Linked DNA regions of Sus scrofa: region 1 is linked to region 2. The links are chromatin contacts, called in public Hi-C maps. All regions are on one chromosome and are shown on one strand. Each heading gives the region's core, a stretch centred on a gene start, on an enhancer-like site or on the middle of the called end of the contact. The rest is flanking DNA. Distances are from core to core; before and after follow the strand shown. Region 1 overlaps LIMD1 (LIM domain-containing protein 1). Region 2 overlaps LARS2 (probable leucine--tRNA ligase, mitochondrial).

Region 1 (3,205 bases), core at 423-2,922, 110 kb before region 2:
CACTTTGTTCTTAAGGTGACCTAGGCACATCTTTGTTCCAGGAAACCCAAAGAACCTGTCCAAATTATTTATATGTTAATCAGGAGTCTTTCAATTGCAAGTGACTAAAACCCAGTGCAAATGGAATCTTTTCTTTAACAAAGAAAAGTAATTAGTTCCAGTAATTAGGATGCCAGTGAGTGGTTGGCTTCAGAATTGTCCAGATCCCCGCAGGCCTAAGTGGTGTCACAAGTATGTCTCCTCCTATTTCTTTTTTTTGTTTTGTTTTGTTTTTTGTTGTTGTTGTTGTTGTTGTTGTTGCTATTTCTTGGGCCGCTCCCGCGGCATATGGAGGTTCCCAGGCTAGGGGTTGAATCGGAGCTGTAGCCACCAGCCTACGCCAGAGCCACAGCAACTCGGGATCCAAGCCGCGTCTGCAACCTACACCACAGCTCACGGCAACGCCGGATCGTTAACCCACTGAGCAAGGGCAGGGACCGAACCCTCAACCTCATGGTTCCTAGTCCGATTCGTTAACCACTGCGCCACGACGGGAACTCCTCCTCCTATTTCTCAACTGTGTTTGCCTCTGGGCTGGTTTCAGTCCCAAGAAGACTCTCCCTTTAGGTTGCCAGATAGCCACTGCAGTCAGCATCTTCTAAGATGGCCTCAGCGATCCTGCTATTTACGGTCTTATGTAATCCCTTCCCCTTGAGTAACTTGATTCCGATAAAAAAAATGGGCAATGTTTAAAAAAAAAAAAATACATTGCTGATGAGAAAGTAAAATGGTACAGCCACTTTGTAGAACATTCCCAAAACTCAAACATCGTTACCATATGACCCAGCAATTCCACACCTAAGTATCTATCCAAGAGAAGTGAAAAAATATGTCCACACAAAAATATGCACAGGAGGAGTCCTCTGGTGGCCTAGTGGTTACGGGCTTGGCATTGTCACTGCTATGGCTCAAGGTGCTTTTGTGCTTCAGGTTTGGTCCCTGGCCCAGGAGCTTCCGCAAACCCCAAGCATGGGGGAAAAAAAATGCCATGCCACAGGAATCTTCATAGCATCATTATTTATAATAGCCAAGAAGTGAATGGATAAATAAAATGTGGTCTATGCATACAATGAATTATTATTCAACCATAAAAAAATTAGGTTCTGATACAGGCTATAACACAGATGATGTGGATCATATTATGCTAAGTGAAAGAAGCCAGTTACAAAAGACCACATATTATATGATTCTTTTTATATGAAACAGCCAGAATAGGCAAGTCTATAGATGAGTGGTTGCTAAGGGCTAGAAAAGAGGGGTGGGGAATTGGGAGTGATAGCTTATGGATACAGGGCAATGGGTAAGCGCCAACTTTATGCCTTCCAACATTTATTTGGTATTAATCATGTGCTCAGTATTATACCAAAAGTGTCAGATCAAGGGTAAATCAAGAATAGTTAGACACTGTCCCCATTCTTTCTTGCCACTGTCTCTAGCCTGAGTGCCCTGGAGCCCACAGTCACACCAAACATCCCCTACTCCGGTGTCTTGTCACCCTCGTGCTTCTTCCCACCCAGGTACATACCACTCTCCTTGATTGCAGCTATGCAACCACTCTGGGGCTCTACTTCCTCTTATGGAAATGAGTGTGGTTGGGACACACGAAGGGCATGAGACAATGGAGCAAATATTCCACAGTGGCGCATAGCAGCACCCATGTCAGAGGCATGGCAGCACTGATGGAAACTGTCAGTATACATATGGGGAAGGCAGGGAAGGGAGATGGAGGGAGGGAGAGAGATTTATTGGTTATAAGGAGTTGGCTCACATGATTATGAGTGTTGACAAGCCCCAGATCTGCAGTCAGCAGGCTGGAGGCCCAGGACAGCAACGGTGCAGTTCCAGTCCAAACGCAGCTGTTCAAGGCAGACAGGCAGGAGGAAACCCCCTTACTCCAGGAGGGTCTGCTTTTGGATTCAGTTCAGTCCTTCAACTGATTGGGTGAGGACCACCCACATGAGGGGGAGCTTTACCCAGTCTACCGATTGCTGCTTCCATCTAGAAACACCCTCAGAAACACACCCAGAAAAATGTTTGACCAGACATAGGCACTCTGTGGCCCAGTCAAGTTGACACAAGATTAGTCATCAGGGGGCCAGACCAGAGTTGGGGATAGAAGTCTAAGAGAACATTTGAGCCAGAGAACTTTTGAGAAGAGATGCTCTTAGCAAAACGAGGGCGCCACGGAGACCTGAGCAGTGAATACGATGCCAGAATAAAGCTCAGACCTCCGTAGATCTCACTCCCTAAATCCAGGATTCTGGCTCTGAGATGAGACATCCAGTGCGACATCTTCATGCTAATTAGGGCAAAGTGCCCCCCACCCCATGTCAGAGCACTGCACTCTGCTCTCAGAGTCCAGGAGACACTGCACACCGCCAGGTCTCACCTTGGTCTGGGATTACTGGAGGAAAGGGTGCAGATCTCCCCCCAGACCATGCCTGTGCAAAGATCAGGCACCTGAAATGCAGATGTGGCAACTAAGGATGCAGGGCACATTGGAGTTACCCTCACGACACAGCTCAAAAATCCCATCCTCCTTTAATGTCACAGGCACTGATATTCCCCCACTGTTGGGACTTCACAGCCTCTGATTTGCATCAACAACGACTGATCTGGGAAACCAAGTCTGGTTCCACTTCCGGTGCACCCAGCAGAACTGGGTTTGCTGGAGAGGGACACACGACTCTCTGACCACAGGCCAAGTAAAAGCCTACCTCTCCTCCACCTCCACACTCCGACTCGCACAGCCCTTTGCCCAGCTCTGTCTATTTTGGTCGTTTCCTGATCTCACCCTCGCCCACTGATGTCCTCTGTGTGGACCCGCTCTCCTTTTCTCACATTCTTCCTCTTCAGCTTTTTCCCTAAATCCAGCTGACTCATCCCCTAAATGCTGAATATGATGAAAAATATTGGGATGACTCAACAGCTCAGAAATTCAGAGATCAAAAGCCTTAAAAAGGAACAGACTTCTGGGTTTTTGGTTTTTTCTTTTTTTTCTGGCTGTGCCTGTGGCATACAAAAGTTCCTAGACCAGGGATCAAACTGTGCCCCAGCAGTGACAATTCCAGATCTTTATCCCACTGCACCACCAGGGAACTCCAGAAACAGACTTCCAATCAAAGTTCTGAATCCATTTCTCCCCTATGGGGGCATCCGACTCCCT
Region 2 (3,532 bases), core at 800-3,299:
TCAGTGGGTTAAGGATCCAGTGTTGCCGTGAGCTGTGGTGCAGGTTGCAGAGATGGCTCAGATTTGATGTTGTTGTGGCTGTGGCATAAGCCGTTGGCTACAGCTTCCCCTAGCCTGGGAACTTCCATATGCCGTGTGTGCGGCCCTGAAGGAAAACAAAACAGCAAAACATAAATCTTTCATGAATATATATGACATGTACGACAGCCTGTGCCATCTTCTTCTCAATTTCAAAATAAGACAGTGATTTCCCTCTTTATAAAAAGGAAATTACTCATATACAAAAAAGATAAGTAGAAGAGAATAAGAAAGGCTGGCATACTGCTCTTTCCTTTACACATTCAGGGTCTCCCCTGGAAGCTGGCAGCTGACCCATCAGGGTCTCGGAGCAGCAAAGCACCTGAGAGGTCACTTCACCTGGAGGTTAGGTGTTCCTGTCCATGCTAAAGTCACCATCAGGGCCCACGGTAAGTGTGGTGTCCCTTTGCAGAGCCCTGTTCTCCGTCTCCTTCCCACCCACACCCCTGGTCCAGATGGTGCTGATGGAGGCCCCCCATGGCCGTGTTCGGATGAAGTGACTGTGTTGTTGCGCTCCAGCGGTTGGACCAGGAGGGATGTTTGATGAGGCTAAGCCTCTGTCTCAGGAACTGGAACTAAGAGGCAGAAACTGTTTCCGTGCTGTTCGGCACTGGAACCAGAAGGTCCTAAAGAGAAAGGGCAAGACTTGGCCCTGCGGCTGCCCAAGATCACTGTGTAAACTGAAATTGGGGAGAGCAGAATCCAGGCCTGGCAGAGGAAGGAGAACAGAGCGGAAGAATTGACAGGTGCTGGAAAAGGAACTAGAGGCTTGAGAAAGAGAGAGGAGAGGGGTGGCCTGGCGGCCTCCTACATGCCATATTTCCTACAGCTGATGTCCCTTATTCTGGTGCAAAAGTCGCTTTTAGGTGCATTTCTGTTCTTTCCAGCTAAATATTTCCCGACTCCAAGAGAAACCAAACTCCCAGAGGCCCGGCGTATACACCTACAAGCCAGCTCCACACATCCTGAGAGCCTCCCCACCAAGCAGATGGATGCCTGCCCTTGCTGATCCAAGCACGTATCCTCCCCCAGGGGCAAGTCTGCGTGGGAAGGGAAAAGATGCTCACGACATGGCCTGGCCCCATGACGTCTGAGCCAAGGGAGACTGACGTCCCAGATGTTTTATCCCGGCTGTGGTGAGGCCCAGGGAACCACTGCCCCCTCTAGCCGACACCCCAAGGCTGGGCTGTGACTAACCTTAACAACACTGCTGTGAAAATTAGGAAAAAGGTATCTTTCTGGGCAGAGAAGTTGAGACATTAGAAAAAGGTGCCCTCTCTTGGCAGAGGTGGCCCTGAGGTGTGTGGTCTGGCAAGTGTCTGGATTTTAGGCCCTGCTCACCCCCTTGGCTGGCTACCTTTGTGCAGTGCACAAACTGCACAGCTGTACAGGGCAGCCCTGCCCATGACAGACAGACAGCACTTCACTAGCAGTTGCGAGTTACATGGCCCTGAATTTAGCTCCTTTCCCACTTGTCTGTGTTGGAGAAACACTGCCAAATTCTGCTTCTCCAGCTCCGTTTCCTCCCATGGACCTTCCGTTTTACACTCTGGTAAAATGACTGCTTTAATTAGGCAATTCCATTGACTGTTCCCACCTAACCCTTCCTTCTAGTGATTGGCTTGGGAGGCTGTCTACCATTTAAGGAGTTGGTGGGTTTACTTAAATTCATTACGCACTGGTGATTCTATGTTTAATGGCCATAGTTTCTCACAGCTGCCTAATAATTTTCTAACACGTCATTTATGTGTATTCTAAGTGTACGTGATACACCCTCTTCCTGTCACCGGAAATTCTCTGAGGATGAGTGAAAACACAGGGTGAAAGGAAAAGCTGGAAGAGGGAAGCCCAGGGAGTCAGGGGGAGGTATTCCACCAGGGGGCGCTCTGGGCACTGTGGGAGCAGTAGTGTGGTGGTGGTCCCCTGAGGTTCTGAAACACCCGCCTAGATGGGCTACCAAATGCAGGCTAGGACAGCAGATGACCCAGTGCTGACTCTATGTTACCCTTCCAGAAGCTGAAATGACACTTGAGCTAGATGAGAAGGGGCTGGGAGCCTCAGGAGCTGCCCACAGCAAGCGAGGCCTTGAGACCATGAGGCTAAAGGAGCGCTCCCCTGGGTTCCCTGGCAGCTCAGCCTGGGCCGGCAGCGCCCACTGCTCAGTTCTCTGTGATCACCTGGCTGGGATGAGAGGGCCATTCTCACCTGTGAGATCCACTTCTTCTCGCTGGAGATACTGTCCAGATGGTAGGCGGAATGTCTGCCCCTTGATAAGGCCTTGGGCCAGCAGCTTATGAAAAGGCTCTCTGAGGAAAGATTAAGAGGAAAAGAAAACTGGGGTAGGAATTCAAAGCATCTGGAAAACAGCAGTACGAACCTTACCAGCTGCTGGGTAGAGATAACCACCTTCATAAAAACAGACAGGTGGACAAATGCCACTTATAAACCCAACTTGAATAAGTGGCCTCTTACACATAAACGATAAGAAAGTTAAGCCAAATTGGCAGAGATTAACTACTTTCCAATGTGGCGAAGTAGAAAGAATACCAGGTCTCAGGTCTGGAAGGCCTGGATCTGAATCTCTATTCTGCTTCTTAATGACTTTCATGAGCCAAGGCAAGTCACTTACTTGCACTGAGCATCAGTCCATTCATCTGTAAAATGGGGATGATAAAAACATGCCTTGGAGTTCCCACTGTGATGCAGTGGAAACAAATCTGAGTAGTACCCACGAGGATGAGGGTTCGATCACTGGCCCTGCTCAGTGGGTAAGGATCCGGCATTTCTGTGAGCTGTGGGGTAGGTCGCAGGTGCGGTTCAGATCCCATGCTGCTGTGTCTGTGGTGTAGGCCAGCAGTTGCATCTCCAATTTGACCCCTAGCCTGGGAAGTTCCATATGCTGTGGGTACAACCCTAAAAAAAGACAAACAAAATAAAATGAAAACCTACCTCAAAATGTTGCTGGGAGGATGAAATGAAATGACTGAAAATACTTGTAAATTTTAAACGACCACACAAATGTCAGTGATGTTGAGCCTGGTGTAAGGAAGGGCTCAAGAGGACACAGAAAGGTTTACATTGGGGTTTTGTTCAAGATTACTCTTCCCTTAAATTTTATACAGAGCCTGCTTACATTCACTTTAAAATGTTTAAATCATACAAACTATACATGAATGCACCTTTTCTGTTCAAATTCCCCACCCATGCCCCACCTTCCTAGGCCCATTCCCCTCTGACAAGGCCGTTACTATTAGTCGATGCAGGTCTGTTTCATTTTCAAACAGCTACCTAGTGTTTTACATATGGGTGGATGATAACTTATTTATAGTGCCTGTTTTTTCACAAGGTAGTGTTAGTCACACCCTTACTGGCTGCGCAGTGAAATACAAACGTTTTCTCTTAAGAGTACAAGCAGCAGTTGAGCCTCGTACTGAAATTACTTTATTTCATATTT

What was found. A called contact is a pair of places that touch in the nucleus more often than the background predicts.
Region 1: a contact with region 2 is called in a Hi-C map of retroperitoneal adipose tissue, with 2.7 times the contacts expected there. The contact joins two enhancer-like sites. A contact is called at or near these places in 3 of 5 promoter capture datasets (fetal liver, fetal skeletal muscle and liver), 28 of 47 Hi-C or Micro-C datasets (adipose tissue, alveolar macrophages, blood and 14 more) and 1 of 2 datasets of contacts at active chromatin or transcription factors (skeletal muscle).

The regions. Positions count from the first base shown.
Region 1 is chr13:28,777,733-28,780,937 of Sscrofa11.1, reverse strand. All of the region lies in intron 2 of LIMD1 (LIM domain-containing protein 1), which reads right to left. Among named protein-coding and RNA genes, the nearest start is that of TRNAR-ACG, 37 kb to the left of the region's middle. Within about 2 kb of position 1,672, at least 11 of the 83 cell types and tissues checked have an H3K27ac peak or open chromatin away from gene starts, as enhancers often do. A contact at or near this core is called in omental adipose tissue and retroperitoneal adipose tissue, where this site is marked.
Region 2 is chr13:28,663,753-28,667,284 of Sscrofa11.1, reverse strand. LARS2 (probable leucine--tRNA ligase, mitochondrial) reads right to left here. Exons shown (of 21, transcript XM_021068636.1): 15 at 2,284-2,384. Among named protein-coding and RNA genes, the nearest start is that of LIMD1, 65 kb to the left of the region's middle. Within about 2 kb of position 2,049, at least 9 of the 83 cell types and tissues checked have an H3K27ac peak or open chromatin away from gene starts, as enhancers often do. A contact at or near this core is called in omental adipose tissue and retroperitoneal adipose tissue, where this site is marked.